3 separate regions of the Mus musculus genome follow, and regions 2 and 3 are each linked to region 1. The links are chromatin contacts, called in public Hi-C and HiChIP or PLAC-seq maps. All regions are on one chromosome and are shown on one strand. Each heading gives the region's core, a stretch centred on a gene start, on an enhancer-like site or on the middle of the called end of the contact. The rest is flanking DNA. Distances are from core to core; before and after follow the strand shown.

Region 1 (4,770 bases), core at 867-3,366:
CCATTCTTTCTTCATAGCCACCCACCCTCCAGCCTCTTCAAAACTATGTCCTCACCCCCTACCTGTCCCGCCATCCCAAGACCACCCATGCCGTTCTGGTCTGTGTCTCAGGTGCACGCTTCGGTCCTCTCACCCTGGGTTCAGGCCCAAGGGACCTCCCCACCCCCACTGTGCGGTCAGTCCTATATCATGCATGCTCCCACAACCCACCTCACCTCTGCCCATCACACTTGTATCCCAACCGTCTTCTCTCCAACCGAGACCTTAGCCCACCTCCACAGAGCCTCTAAATCACACACACACACACACACACACACACACACACACACACACACACACACAAACACATGCACGGGCAGACAGGGCAATAGTATTTCCCCTGGCAAGCAACAATCGTGTGACCCTCCTGCTCATAGGCTTCTATGTGTGGTCCTCTTGGCTCCCTAAACCAAAACTGAACCCCTCAACCTACCTGGCCAGGTCTGGACAATCTGTCCCCTCCTTTCTCATCCACTTTAATGCCTCCCTCCTGCCAGGCCTTTGCAGCGTCACACACCAAATGCTTGGGGGGATGTCTTCCTCCAAATGCTACTGGAGGCCCCAGCTCAAATGTCACCTCTTTCAGGATGCCTTCCTAGATTGCACCCTAGGGTCCCACATTGACAGGTGCTGTCTCTGAACTTCAAGTTGCAAGGTACCCAGCTTAAGGTGTCAGGACACTCATTAGCACCATGGATCTTGTTCCTGTCCCTGATTGGGCCTGGCAGAGGATAGCACTGGCCTGGGACTCTCATTCCACCCTGCCTGCCATCTGGGGAGGGAATTGGGCTTGGGGGAGGGACACAGACTAGCTCCAGACTCTGGCTGGGGTCAAGCTCAAGCCTGGCACCCCCAAACACACAAGAACCTTGAGACCCATGGCCTGAGCTGCAGCCTCTAAGCCTACAGAGTGTGCAGGAGGAGGCATGGGGCTGCCAAGTCCTTCGGCAGCTGCCCAGGGGGGGAGGAGTGTCCCAGGGCCTGGACAGCCACCAGCATGTCCTAGGAGATCACTCCCCTCTACATGCCCCACCCCTCCTGGTAACCTGAGTCCCTCTGTCCCACAGACACCTGCTTCTTTGGTCTAAAATAACTTGGGTCGTGAGGAGGCCTCCGGAAAGCCAGGGGTCCCAGACAAGAGTAAGGTTACAGGACTACGCAGCCAGGCCTTATAAGGTTCCCTGGGTCAGGGCCCCAGTGCTCCTAATATGACTGTCTTCTAGGTGGCTCAAGGAGCAGAGGCCCCAGGGGACACACTTCCCCAATCTCTATGCCTGTTTGTCCCAGGTGCTTGCTCAGCAAAAGCCCTCATAGAGGCTAGCTATCAGACAGGGTTCAAGTCAAACCCTATCACTCAGCTGTGTGACCTTGGGCAGCTGATGTCCCCTCTCTGGCCAGCCTTGCTGATGCTGAAGCATCCTGGGTAAGCTGAGTGGACCTGTGAGTCAGGCAGGAGGGTTCCTGCGGAGCCCCTGATTGGGCAGGAGGTGCTGGCAGAGCTCCAACATCCAGGAGCCCCAGATCCTCACAACACTTGGTGGCATTACAATTCTTGTGAACACACAGGCTGACCCTATCCAGGTCCTCTGGGACAAGGAGATAGGCCTCTGTCCTTCCCTTGTCCCTTAGGGCCTCAGCACAGAATTGCCAAGGGCATGGGTGGAACTGAAGCCCCAGGAATACCAGCTGGGACAAAGAGGGTCTGGGAAGCTGAGAGTACCAGGACACACACACACACACACACACTTGAGCACACATGCACACACATTGCCACAGGGTACATGCACCCAGAGCTGATAGCTGATAGGATACACATGCAAACACACACAGCTCATAACCATGGATACAAACATTCAAGACACACAGAACCCAAGGGTAGCCTGATACCAGCAACCCCACCTTCCCACAGGTGATGTCTCCCCACACCTCTTAGAGGCTTCCACGCGGGCAGACAATGGAGCAGACACACACTGACCTGGGGGAGGGTGTGGTGGGCGCTGGGGCCAGTGAGTGCCCTGCCTGTCCTCTCAGCCGCCTGCAAAGGCGACTATTTATAAGGCTGTCAGCGCGCACGCATGGCATGCTGGGAGCCAGCACTCTGGCGAGATGGCAGAGAGAAGGGAGGAGGGAGGGAGCCGGGGGAAGGAGGAGGAGAGAGAAGAAAGCAGGAACTCTCATGGAAAGCTTAGGAGTGAGCGTCCCCACCAGGCACTCCCTGGGACTAAACCTGCACACAGTGTGTCTGCCACCACTCTATGCCCGCACGACTCTCCACAGACAAGGGTTCTTTAGCTGGGTCAGCTGATGCTCAGACAAGTTGGTGTGTTTAATCTCAGCGTTTAATCAAGGAGACCAGACCAGGGAAGTAAGGAGGGAGGGGGACCAGGGTGTAAACTTTGTTGTTCCAGGGTCACCATCCTCAGGCTCTGAGACCCCCTACCCTGAGACATCTCCCCTATTGGAAATGACTCTTTGAGCTCCTCCTGGATCCTGACTATCTGGTGGCTAGGTAGATGATAAGCCAGCCTTGAACTCTCCATGGTTGAACATGGAGAAAGAACACTCAGAAAGCTTTGTGTATCCAGATTGGGGTTTGCTAAGAATGAGGACTCTCATTTCTGAGTACCCGGTGGAGCACGATGATGCCAACAGCAGACTCCAGCTGTGCCCAGGGAACCCCTAAGCACAGAGCAGGACCCAGAGGCCACCTGAGACTCCCCGTGTGGAAAGCCATGTGCCTAATTAGGGAGCTCTCTACAGGAGAAGTGGTACAGGGTGCTGGTGCTCAAAGCATAGCAGGACAGAGGGATCGGCTCACATAAGGCCTCCAAAGCATGGCTCCGAACAGCAAAATAGGGTGAAACTGGAAACTTTTGTAAATGCTTGGGAGCCACAGACAACCAGTTTGGGTGGTGCCTGAACACCAGTAGCAGCCTGCATACCAAGGTCCTGCCACTGTGGGGGCAGATGGACTGGGCCATCTGTCCTGTGCTGGCCTGAAAGGCTACTCCCAATACTTAGGCTGGTGTGTGCATTGCACAACTTTCGGGGAAAGCAGATTGATTTTATCAGCTCCTACATCAGAAACCCATTCAGGAACAGGATTTACACAGGAAGGTTCTTAAGCCCAGTGGCGGGGACTGACTGGGGCCATAGCACAGAAGGGTGCATGGGAGCTGCTACTCACTCAGAGCAGCTCTGGGTGAGAAGGGAAACCTCACTTGCTGGGGTAGCAGGCACCTGTGAGAGACATGATGCACACCTGCCCAGGTCCAATCTCACCTGAATAAAAATGATTCTGAATGCAGGCTGGATAGAGGTGATGGAACTTGGTGAGAGTAGTGCCCAGTGTAGGAAGCCCTGGGCTCACGCCATGTGTACTGGATAAGGCAGCTTGAACCTATGATCCTGGTACTAGAGGGATACAGAAGGGGATCAGAAATTCCAGGTCTGGGGTTGGAGAGATGGCTCAGCGGTTGGAAAAAGAAAAAGGCTGGAGAATTAGAACTGAGGCAAGCCCTCAGCTCAAGGAGAAGAAACAGTAACAAAGCCAAGAGGGAAGGATGAGGTCAAAGGAAGAGTGAGCTGGGGCTGGAGAGATGGCTCAGTGGTTAAGAGCACTGACTGCTCTTCTGAAGGTCCCAGGTTCAAATCCCAGCAACCACATGGTGGCTCACAACCATCTGTAATGAGATCTGATGCCCTCTTTTGGGTAGTCTAAAGACAGCTACAGTGTACTTACATATAATATAGAAATCTTTAAAAAAAAAAGAAAAAAAAAGAAATTCAAGGTCATCCTAGGGGTATCAATTTCAGACCAGCCTGGTGTATATAGAGGGTTTCAGGACAGCCAGGGCTACACAGAGACGCTCTATCTGAAAAAGCTGACTTGATCTTAAAGAGGACTCTAATTCGATTCTCAGCACCCACATGGTAGCTCACAACTGTTAACTCCATTTCCAGGGGAGCTGATTTCCGACAGCACCAGGCACACACATGGCACACAGGTATCCATGCCAGCAAAACACTCATATACACAAAAATCTAAAAAAAATTAAAAGATAAAGAAGAGGCACCCTAACATGGACGTGCCTTGGCTCAGGGTGCCTCTCCTGCCGTGTCCCCCGTGGAGCTGGGCAGACCAGACGTGTTCCCCCTTCCTGTCCCCTCTCCTTCCTCTTCCTCTCCCCTTTTCCCTTTGAGACCTAATCTCACACATCTCTTTGGATCCTTCTGCCTGCTGGGTTGCTGGGATTACAGGCACACTCCACCATGCCCAGTTTTCTTGGTGCTAAGGATGGAGCCAGAAACTTCTTTCTGCGAAGTAAGCTCTATATCAACTGGGCTGTATCCACAGGCTCTCTTCTATTTTTTTTTCTCTTTCACATTCATTGTGTGTGTGGGGGCACATGAATGTGTGGGCTCACATGTGCTATAGCACACTCGTGGAGATCAAAGGACAACTTGCAAGGGCCGGTCCTCTTCTTCCACTGTGTGAATTCCAGGGATCTAATTTAGATGGTCAGCCTTGACAGGAAGCAACCAGTACCGACTGGGTCATCTCACCGGCTCTGTGCTTTAATTAAAAAGTTTTTTTTTTTGTGTAATTAGATTTACTTACTTCATGTGTATTTTGCCTGCATGTATGTATGTGTAGTGTAGTGCCCACAGAAGTCACGAGAAGGCTTTGGAGTCTCTGGAAATGGAATCTCAGGTGACTCTTAAGCACCA
Region 2 (4,770 bases), core at 1,139-3,638, 250 kb before region 1:
CTTAATCATGTACCTGCTGGGTGGGGTGAGGGGACTGAATGGGTGGCTGGAGGTGGCAAAGTCACAACCCCATTTCCCTCCAACAAATTCTTAAGGAAATTAGTTCGTTCTCTCTCTCTCTCTCTCTCTTTCTCTCTCTCTCTCTCTCTCTCTGTTGGACTACCTTCTTGTAGCACCCACCCTTACACTCAGGAGCCTCCCTGGCGAGCCTGCCCTGGGATCTAGGGCATCTGAAGAGGGATTATTAATAGCACTTTCAAGTGTTTGGAGGAAAGGTAAGCAGGTTGAGTGGGCACAACCCTATTCTCCCCAGCCTGTATCCACAAAACAAACTCAGCCCTCTCCGGAAGGGGCCACTCCACCGTCCCCTGGCTTCGGTCCCCTGGCTTCGGCTCCACTCAGGGAGTTGGCCAGGAGGTCAGGGGTGGGTTCTCAGCCTAAGACTTGGGAAGGTGGGAGATCTGGGTGTGGGGAAAAGAAAAAAAAAAAAAAAAAACCACTGAAGTAGGGCACACCCCACCCATGCTTGCTGAGAGCCTGAGAGGAGGCTCTGAATGGAGAGACTGTTACAGAACCCCAGGAGGTTGCCACCAACAGGGAAGGGACAGGAAGACTCCGCCCTGCCCTTCCTGAGCCCAGGCCTTGTCCTACAAGGAGGCCTTCCAGGACTTAACCCCTAGCTGTTCAGAGGTGAGAAATGGTCTATATCACCCATCCTGTCCCCAACTCCAGGCCTGGCCAAGTGACTGGATAGTCCTTCTTTGGCACCTTCTTTGTGCCCGGCCACAGTGAAGCCCTGGAAGTGGGGACACCTGCCTTATTCTAGGGTCCCTGCTATCAAGGGGAAATATAGCCAAGCACCCAACAGGACATCAAGATAATGTAGGGACACCACACTCAATGAACAGGGAGACAAATGAAACCAAAGGAACTGTCTCCTCTTCCTGTGCTCTGATAAACCCAGCTGGTTGGCACGCCAGGTCTCAGGGCCTCCTGTACTAAGCAAAGCTCACTAAGCTCTCAGCAGCCATCCCAAGAAGTCAACACCCGCCCCTTAGGAAGGCAACACCGAAGCTCTTGGACATTGTGACTGGCTCAAGCAGGGCAGTGGTGCCCCAGGCCTTTAATCCCAGCACTTGGAAGGCAGAGGCAAGTGGCTCTCTACGAATTCGAAGCCAGCCAGGTCTACAGCCACAACTACATGGTGAGACCCTGGCTGGGAAAACCAAAACAAAAGAGACTGGCTCAGGATCACACACTTGGGAGAGAAGCTGAAATTACATTCAGGACCGCCAGGCCTGACTTGCCTGTGGTCAGCCAAGCTTTGTTTTGGGATAGCCTGAGATTCTCACCCCATCTCCCACTCCCTACAATGAGCCCAGGATCCTGCACTCCACAGACTTGGGAGCAACTCCCTCTAGAGAAGTGTCCACCGCGCAGTGACAGGCTGAGAGCAAGGCTGGCAGAAGGAAGGTACTGAGAGGTACTGAGAGACTGAACTCTGGCTCTGAGAGAACCAGCTCTGGCCATAAACAGACCCCCTAGGCTGTAGTGCCAGCACTCTGCTGAGGTAAAGCCCAAAGACAGGGACCCGCCCCTTCAAGGGCACCCCATCTCTCCTTAGCCCCACTCTCCACATTCGGTCCCCGGCTCTCTAAGGGCCCATCCCCCTGTAAGCTTCAGCCACGTGTACCCGGACTGAGGCCAGGGCGAGGAGGAACAAGGCAGCTGAGGGGGGAGTCTGGAAGGTCTGACTCTGTGGGGCAGAGTCCAGAGTAGAGGTTAGGCTTGGAACGTTGTTGGGAAAGATGGGGGGCGCGACCCCTCCGCCACGCCTGTAAGTGCATGGTTCTGGCCAGGCTGGGCTCCAAGGGGAGCAGTGGGATCCAGTAGAGAAATGGGATCCCAGGCTCCTCAAAGGGTGAAAGGAGCATACAGAAGGGCCTGGAAGGGCCGTCCAGACCGAGAGAGAACAAGTTCGGAGGAAGAGTAAGGGTCTGGCCGGCTCTCGTCCCGACCTGGGCCTTGACTCTCGAGTACCGCTCCCCATGAGATCGGAGGCGTGGCCCGGGGTGCCCGGGGAGCCCCAGGCCGGCCGGGCGCTGAGCGGTGCTCACCTGCGATGTGCTGGCGCCGTGCGTCATCCAGGTGTGTGGACAGTACGTCTCCCATGGCGAGGAGAAGACGCGGCCGGATCCGCCCGCCGCTACTCAGACTGACGCCGCTGGCGCCATGGAGTCCGCAGGCCCCGCTGCCGCCGTCGCCCCGCAGCCCCGCTGCCGCCTCGGCTGCTCTCTCTGCGCTCCCACCGAGATCCCCACCGCGTCCCTCCCTCCGGCCGCTGCTGCCTCTCTAGCCCGCGCCCAAGCCCCGGCGCCCGCCCCGCCCCGCCCCGCCAGGCCAGGCCAGGCCACGCCCCTGTCGGAGCCACGCCCTCCTCTCCAGTCCAAGGCGGGAGGGGACCTCCAGACAGCGAGGAGACTTAGACAAAGAGAAGATCCCCAGAAAGGAGACCCGGGACGGACCTGCTTGGTGTGCTTCAAATTCAGATAGCAGCGAAGAAAAGGCTGATGGGGGTATCGCAGAAAACGGAGAGCCCTTGGGGCTGTAGCCTAAGCGTCTCCTCTCCCCTCCTCAAGCCGAGGACAATGTAGGGACTACAAGGGGACGCCGGGACGGACGTGTGGGAATTCAGCATTCCTCCTGCCCCCTTCCCCCAGTCTCGCCCACAGCTGCTTGCACTGGGGAAGTCCCCTAGCCTTGATCGGACCTGTCCTAGAAGGTGTGCCAACCCGTCTTGCACAATAGATAGGGGTAGACGGGGAGGGAAAATGGACAAGTATGGGGTGGAAGACTGAGGGACAAGGGAGGGGAAGAGATGGGGCGGGGGGTGCGGGGGGACATGGTTAGAGCTCAAAGATATCATCAAGAGGTCATTCCTCAGGCCCGGCTCGTGGGCGTTTCATTCGAAGGAGGCTTGCTGAACAGAGCAAAGCAGGAAGGCTATTTTTGCACTTTGTTAGACTGTCTGAAATGAAAAGCCGGGACCTCGGACTCTGGGTACTTGTACAGTAGGGCTGGGCATGGGTAGGTAACTAACAGAAGGTGTTTCGGTTTCTGGACCTCCCAAGCCGGTAGAGGAGACTAATTTGATGACTTGGTCTGCACTGCCTGTGTGACCAGGGCTGGCTGTGTTGCTGCTCCCTCACACCTCTTGGCTCACCACTATAATGCGCTCCACCAGTTATTAGCTGCTCTCCCTGTAACCCTGACACCTGGCAGCAGGATTGTAACAGTTACCTATAACTAGGCACCTGTCTTGTAGGCCTGTCACCACCACACCAGGTGATGCAGACTCTCTGTCATGCTTTCCATCAGCAGTCAGCCACTGTGGTGAACACTCATTTGCTAAGCCTCCTGCAAGATGCTGTGCTTAAGTGTAGGGGTGCATGCAGTAGGGAGGACAGATCTGAGGCTGTGGGGCTGGCGAGACGGCTTAGCTTAGCGGTAAGAGCTCTTACTACTCTTGCAAGAGCACTCCGGTCCTTTCCTGGCACCCACATCAGGCAGTTCACAAATGCCTATAACTACATTTCCCGGGTATCTGACTACTACTTCTGCCTCTACAAGCTACTATACTCACCTGGGGTGAATAAATTCATGCAGGAAAACACATGTACATATAAACAAATAAATGATAAGATGTTGAGGTCAGCCTAAACAAGCTGCAAAGCAAGTTTGAGGCCAGTCTAAGACACATAGGAAGACCCTCTTTCAAAAGTTCAATGGCTAAACTGGACAACTAGTGGTGCTCTCGTCTTTAACCCAGCACTCAGGAGGCAGAGGTAGGTGGAGCTCTTGAGTTCGAGGCCAGCCTGATCTACAGAGGGAGTTCTAGGACAGCCAGGGCTACAGAGAGAGACCCTGTCTAGAAAACATGCACACAAACATATACAGGTTTGTGTGCACACACACACATACACATGCACACACACAAGCTACCTATCCTCTATGACCCTGGACAAGTGCATTCCTTGTTGAGCTCAGTCCCCTCACCTGTCAAGTCAGAGTAATGATACTTTGTGGGGAGGCTAGGAAGAGAGAGAGTGCCTACCATAGACAGTCACTTTCTCAATAAACAGAAATGTTGTTCTGGTCCCTGCCCTCCTGAAGTCTGAGGGAGGGAACAGAACATTGTGTTATGAGGACAGTGATTTAAGCACAGTACCAGAGCTGAAAGTTGAAAAACGAGAATTGTGACAGCATGTAGCAAGGAAAGGCCACTCAGGGAGCGGGGCCCACACAGGCAAAGGGCAAGCCTGAGAAAAACAGGATGTGTTCAGAGTCACCAGGAGGAATTGGAGGCAGGCTGGCAGAGATTTTCAGTTTCCTTGTGCAGAGGTGGGCCAGAGAAGGAAAGCGACTTTTGTCCAAGTCTCACAGTAGGGACCCAGGGCCATCACAGTTGACCCTGAATGTCACTTCTCTGGGCTGCCTGAAGCAAGTGATGCTAATAAGCTCATTTTTCTCCTTTCCCTCAGCCTCAACTACAGAACCTAGAAAGGTCTGTGCTGCCTGGGGAAAGGACAGCAAGAGCCAGCTGGGCCCCACCACGACCTGACCGGCTCCTCAGCCAAGCTAGAGGCCTGGGCCAGGTGGAGGACAGTGACTGGTAGCCTGTCCCTAGCCTTCATGGTACACCCAGGCCCAGAGCCTGGGGCACATAAACTTCCCAGAACACATGTCAGGTCCCTGGCACAAGGACCCTTT
Region 3 (4,770 bases), core at 1,613-4,112, 130 kb after region 1:
AACTCACTCTATAGACAAAACTGGCCTGGAACTCAGGGATCTGTCTGCTTCTGCCTCCTGAGTGCTAAAATTAAAGGCCACCACCACCCAGTAAACCTGTCCACTTTTAACACATTGATTGGGTGGTTGAAGTGGAAACTTCTGGTTTCTTTGGAAAGTCAGTTATGTCAAAAGATGTTTTTGCTGGGGCACACAGGTGAAGGTGTGTTTTACTAAAGCAGACACATGCAAGAGTGTTTTGCTGAAGCAGACACAGCTGAAAGGATGTTTTGCTATAGCAGACATGTGAAAGGCTGCATGATATTCAGAAGGAATTTAAGCACTGTCCACAGACATCGGCTTGCTTTGCTCTTCCTCACTGGTCTTCGCTAATGACGTGCGTGCATGTATTGGTTCGCCTTACGTTGAGTTGCTGAGCTCCGCTTGTGGTGACACCATAGAGAAAAGCTTGCCAAAGAATTCCTTGGGAGGTTCCTGTGGCTCCTTGCTGCTTTTGCAGAGGACTCAGGTTGGTTGGCAAACCTTGCAACTTCTTCCGGATTGAACTACCCTTCCTGGTTCATGTGTGGTGACTGCCGAGAGGACTGGACGGCAGCTGCTGATTCCTATTTGGTGTTTGCTACTGGACTGAACTGCCGATTCCCTGACAACAAAGATTAGACTCTCCCTCAAAGAACTATTTCTAAACAGGTCCACACCCCCCATGTCCTGATAACCTTTATTTTCTACTACTTCAGGTGGGTGGTGGACTAGAGCGGAGGTTGAATGCTTATTAGAAATAGGTTTTGAGAAGAATCTAAGTCTACAGATGGTTGTGTGGTATTTATTCCTCATCAGGATTTCTGTTGGATGGTTCAGTGGATAAGAATGATTGCTGTGTGTTGTGTCCGGCCAGCAGACCACAACCTGGGTTCTAGCCTGGAAAGGCATTTTGGAAACCTGGAAGAGAAGAGGGGCTAGGTGGCGAGAGAAAAGAATGTAGCCAAGACAGTTACTCTGATCAAGGCTCAAATTTTATTGTTGCGACACTAGTTATGAAGGAAGGGGGAGGGGACCCGATTCCCGCCGAATAATCTCTGGTCCAGTAGAAAGGTGCACGTGTGTGGCTCCGCAGGTTCCAGCAGTGGGCGTGGCAGAACGAATGAGCAGGAAGCTCCACCCCTGAGCAAGCAGGTTTCAGGCTAGGAGAGGGGAGACTACAGCTGTGCATGCAAAGGATGCTGGGTTCAGATTCCAGCGTCCACAGAAAAAGCCAGGTACGGCTGCACACGCTTGCACAGTGCTGTGGGGGGTTGGGGGACAGATGGAGAAAGGCGATGGGTGAGGCTTGCTGGACACGGCAGCCTGGTTCCAGGTTCAGTGAGAGATCCTGCCTGAAGGGAATAAGGTGGAGAGTGATGGAGTTGGACACATGAGTGTGGGCATACACCAACCCACAGTAAGTGTGTCTATACTCTCTTACACACACAGCACATACATGTACGTACACACACACACACACACACACACACACACACACACCTAACGAGAGATTTTGATGTGCATTTCTCTGATCATTTAAGATGTACTCTTTCCAGGCATACATCAATAACATCTTAGAAGCATCAACCCAAGCCTATTGCCCATTTTTGGGAAGGGGGCAGTTCTTATTGAATTTAAATTTACATGGAATGTAACTTGCTTATCAATACATCATCTGACACATCTTTTTCAAATATTTTCTCCCTGTCTGTGACTTTACTGCACTTTACTTTATTTTGTATTTCTTTTCCAGACAGGGTCTGATGTAGCCCAGGCTGGCCTCAAACTCTCTCTGTAGCCAAAGATCTCCCAGTTTCTACCTCCCAGCAGGTGCCACCATGCCAGGCTGCCTTTTTTGGTTGGTTTGCTTTGTTTTGGTGAGACGTGCTTTTCTCTATGCCTGTGGCCAGCCTGGCCTTGAGTGCCTGTTGACCTCCTTGCCCCCTCCTGAGTGCTGACATGACAAGTGTGTGCTGCCAATACAGCAAGACTTTCTTTCCTTTATCTGTACATCTGGGGAACTTGGCCAGCTTTGCACAGCAGAACCTGCGCATTCTTTTCAACCTTAACATGGTATTCTATAGTACATGTGCATGAAAATACACTTAAGGCATCTCACATTGCGTCTTACATCTACCTGCCTCTGCTTCCCAAACAGTGAGACTAAAGGTGTGCACCACCAAACCCGGTTCTCTCTTAGATTTGTACTGTACACACACACACACACACACACACACACACACACACACATAGGTCTTGCTACATAGCCCAAGTTGACCCTGAACTCCAGGGCTGAAACTATCCTCCTGCTTTGGCCCCCTGAGAGATTGATTCTATTTTACTGCTGCACAACACATCTCAAAGCTTAGCCGCTGAGGGGCCGAGGAGCTGGGTTATTGTTTAAAGCGCTTGCTGTGCAAGCCTGAAGACCAGAGTTCAAATCCCCAGAGCCCACGTTAAATGCTGAGTGAGCGTAGCAGCACACCAGTGACTTCAGCCTTGGAAGGCAGAGACAGGGGTTCTCCAAAGCAAGCTGGCTAGTGAAGACAGCCTAGAGCCAGCTCTGGGTTTGATGGAGTGACCCTGTCTTAGTGAATGGCATGGGAGATCAACCTCAAGCCTCCACATGCATGGCTATATGTGTGCCTACATACATGCAGTGTGCCTATTAACACATGCACACCAGCACACACACATAAAATGAGAAAGAAAACTTAGCTGCTTAGAGCTACAGGTATTTGTTGTTTCTGTTTCTTGGGAGTGGGGGAGGGGGAGATGTGGGAGAGCTTTGAGCGTGGTCTGTGGTCTGACCTGGGTGTTTCATGCTGCAGTGGCTGCTCTGAGTCTTCTGAAGGGGTGGGAACCACTGGGGGACACGGTGGAACCTTGGGCTCTTACTTGCTATCTCTGTCATTGTGACATGACTTTTGCTTCCCCCAGCACGGGCTCTAAGGGAGCCTGACCAGAAGTGACCTGCCTGTCCCCACAGGCTCCACCCAGCTCGGTTGCACTGCACAGACTTGCTAAGCCACGGGGCTGGAAGTCTTGGGTCATCTGGGATACTAGAATCAGGCTCAATCAGGCTCCCTTGGCTAATGGCTGACACACCTGGAAAAGCATCCCTAAGCCAGCCATGTGACTATTCCCGTTTCTCTCCTTGCACACCTATAGATAGTAGGTGTTCTGTTGGACAAACTGCCCCTGGCAGAGCAGACACACTAGCCCACCGCCCTCTCACCTTTTCAGTAACGCCCACAGGACCATTGTGCCCACTTGGCGGGCAGAGGGTGGCAACCTCAGGAGCCGCCTCCCAGAGTCGCCACCACCACCACCACCACCACCACCACCACCACCACCACCACCACCACCACCACCTTTGGTATTCTGAGCATCCTGGGGGATAATGTGGACGGCTAGTTTGTTGTTGTTTGAAACAGGGTCTCACTATGTAATCCTGGCTGGCCCGGAAATCACAGGGGTTCACCTCCCTTTGTTTCCTGAGTTCTGGGGTTTAAAGCTTGAGCCGCCATGATAGATAAGGTATGAACTGTCTACACCAGCTTCCTTAATGAGACAGAGACCCACAAAGCCGAGCATGGAGAGTCTGCCGACTGCAGGGATACCTCACAACTGGTCTGCCTTAGGTATATGAAGTGGGTGAGCATGCGCACGCACGTGCGCGCGCACGTTTCATTCTTCTCCAGCTGCTCAGCGGAGGAAACCAAGGCATCGAGGCAGGAGGTGCAGAGCCCCACAGACGTCACAGGACATCGTGGGGCTGGGGCTGTAGGCAGGCTGGAGCTTGCTGGGGTTTTGTGACAGGGAAGGAGGAGAGAGGAAGGAAAGAGGGGGTGGGGCGTCACAGAAGAGATCAGTTCCCCGGTGTCCCGTTATCACAAATTCATCTCTGAGGCAGCACTACAAACAGGATGTGGGTTTATTTTGAGGGCCTGTTGCCCCAAATTGATAAATGCCATTTAACACGTAGACACCATGGGAGAGGCAGTGGGACTTACTGGGTAGTTTAGCCGGGCTCCTAGCTCTGTGACTGGAGAAGTATGGATTGACAGCTCTGGACTCTGAATAAAGGTCATTAGGACTGGCGAGAACGGTGGCAAGAGCCTTTGCACATTGGAGGAGCTCATAGCTCGTCTCTGTGCAGGAGCCCCGCCATCTTCATCCTGCTCCTGTAGCGTTTAATATCTATCCACCCCTCCCCCGGCAGTCCAAAAAGAGAGATCCTGATATGTTCACAGTTTCCCTCAGGCCCTCGTATCCCCAGCATGTCCCCCCATGCTGGTGACCCAACTTTTAGCGCAGAAGAACCTTGTGACACAGGTTGGCTGAGTCCCTGCCAGGTTGCTTGCATGCATGGAGAAGCAAGGGCTCTGCCCTGTCTCCACCCCAGGGTCACCTTCCAGGGATTGTCCTGGCCCTGTGGCTATTAGCCACTTGGATGTGGGAGTCACAGCCCAAGCTCTCTGTGTGACATCCACAGAAGATTACTGGAGCCCACTGGAGCCCACTGAGCCTTAAGGCCAAGGGATGGGATATGGCTTCTTTCAAGCCAGTCAAAGCAGCAGCCTGCTGCTCAGGAGTCAGACCACCCCTGGGGTCTGAGGACTGTCTATCACTTGCTGGCTGGGTGAGATTCAGGAAGTTAACATCTCTGAGCCCATTTCCCCAAACCAAGAGCTAAACTCATGATAAGGAAGGACTGCTTAGAAACCGAATGGCACCTTTAATCCC

The links. Hi-C and Micro-C count contacts between places; a contact is called where the count stands out from the background. HiChIP or PLAC-seq counts read pairs in DNA pulled down with a chosen protein or histone mark.
Region 2: a contact with region 1 is called in an RNA polymerase II HiChIP or PLAC-seq map of stem cell-derived neural progenitor cells, with 7 read pairs. The contact joins the promoter of Niban2 here to the promoter of Ak1 in region 1. A contact is called at or near these places in 9 of 39 promoter capture datasets (the 3T3-L1 cell line, 3T3-L1-derived adipocytes, the C10 cell line and 6 more), 3 of 484 Hi-C or Micro-C datasets (cerebellum, double positive thymocytes and regulatory T cells), 12 of 115 datasets of contacts at active chromatin or transcription factors (T-cell acute lymphoblastic leukemia, acute myeloid leukemia, embryonic stem cells and 6 more) and 2 of 9 other capture datasets (adipose tissue and liver).
Region 3: a contact with region 1 is called in a Hi-C map of the HPC-7 cell line, with 1.8 times the contacts expected there. The contact joins the enhancer-like site here to the promoter of Ak1 in region 1. A contact is called at or near these places in 3 of 39 promoter capture datasets (the C10 cell line, embryonic stem cells and stem cell-derived epiblast-like cells), 2 of 484 Hi-C or Micro-C datasets (the HPC-7 cell line and liver), 4 of 115 datasets of contacts at active chromatin or transcription factors (embryonic stem cells, pancreatic cancer cells and stem cell-derived neural progenitor cells) and 3 of 9 other capture datasets (adipose tissue, liver and pancreatic islet).

What each region holds. Positions count from the first base shown.
Region 1 is chr2:32,622,783-32,627,552 of GRCm38.p6, reverse strand. It overlaps Ak1 (adenylate kinase 1), which reads right to left and starts at 2,116. Exons shown (of 7, transcript NM_001198791.1): 1 at 2,015-2,116.
Region 2 is chr2:32,873,752-32,878,521 of GRCm38.p6, reverse strand. Niban2 (niban apoptosis regulator 2) reads right to left here and starts at 2,388. Exons shown (of 14, transcript NM_146119.2): 1 at 2,118-2,388. The coding sequence starts at 2,172. It overlaps Gm13523 (a long non-coding RNA gene), which reads left to right. Exons shown (of 3, transcript XR_003954026.1): 2 at 174-275; 3 at 4,542-4,770.
Region 3 is chr2:32,494,548-32,499,317 of GRCm38.p6, reverse strand. No RefSeq gene overlaps it. Among named protein-coding and RNA genes, the nearest start is that of Fam102a, 38 kb to the left of the region's middle. Within about 2 kb of position 2,862, at least 105 of the 459 cell types and tissues checked have an H3K27ac peak or open chromatin away from gene starts, as enhancers often do. A contact at or near this core is called in the HPC-7 cell line and adipose tissue, where this site is marked.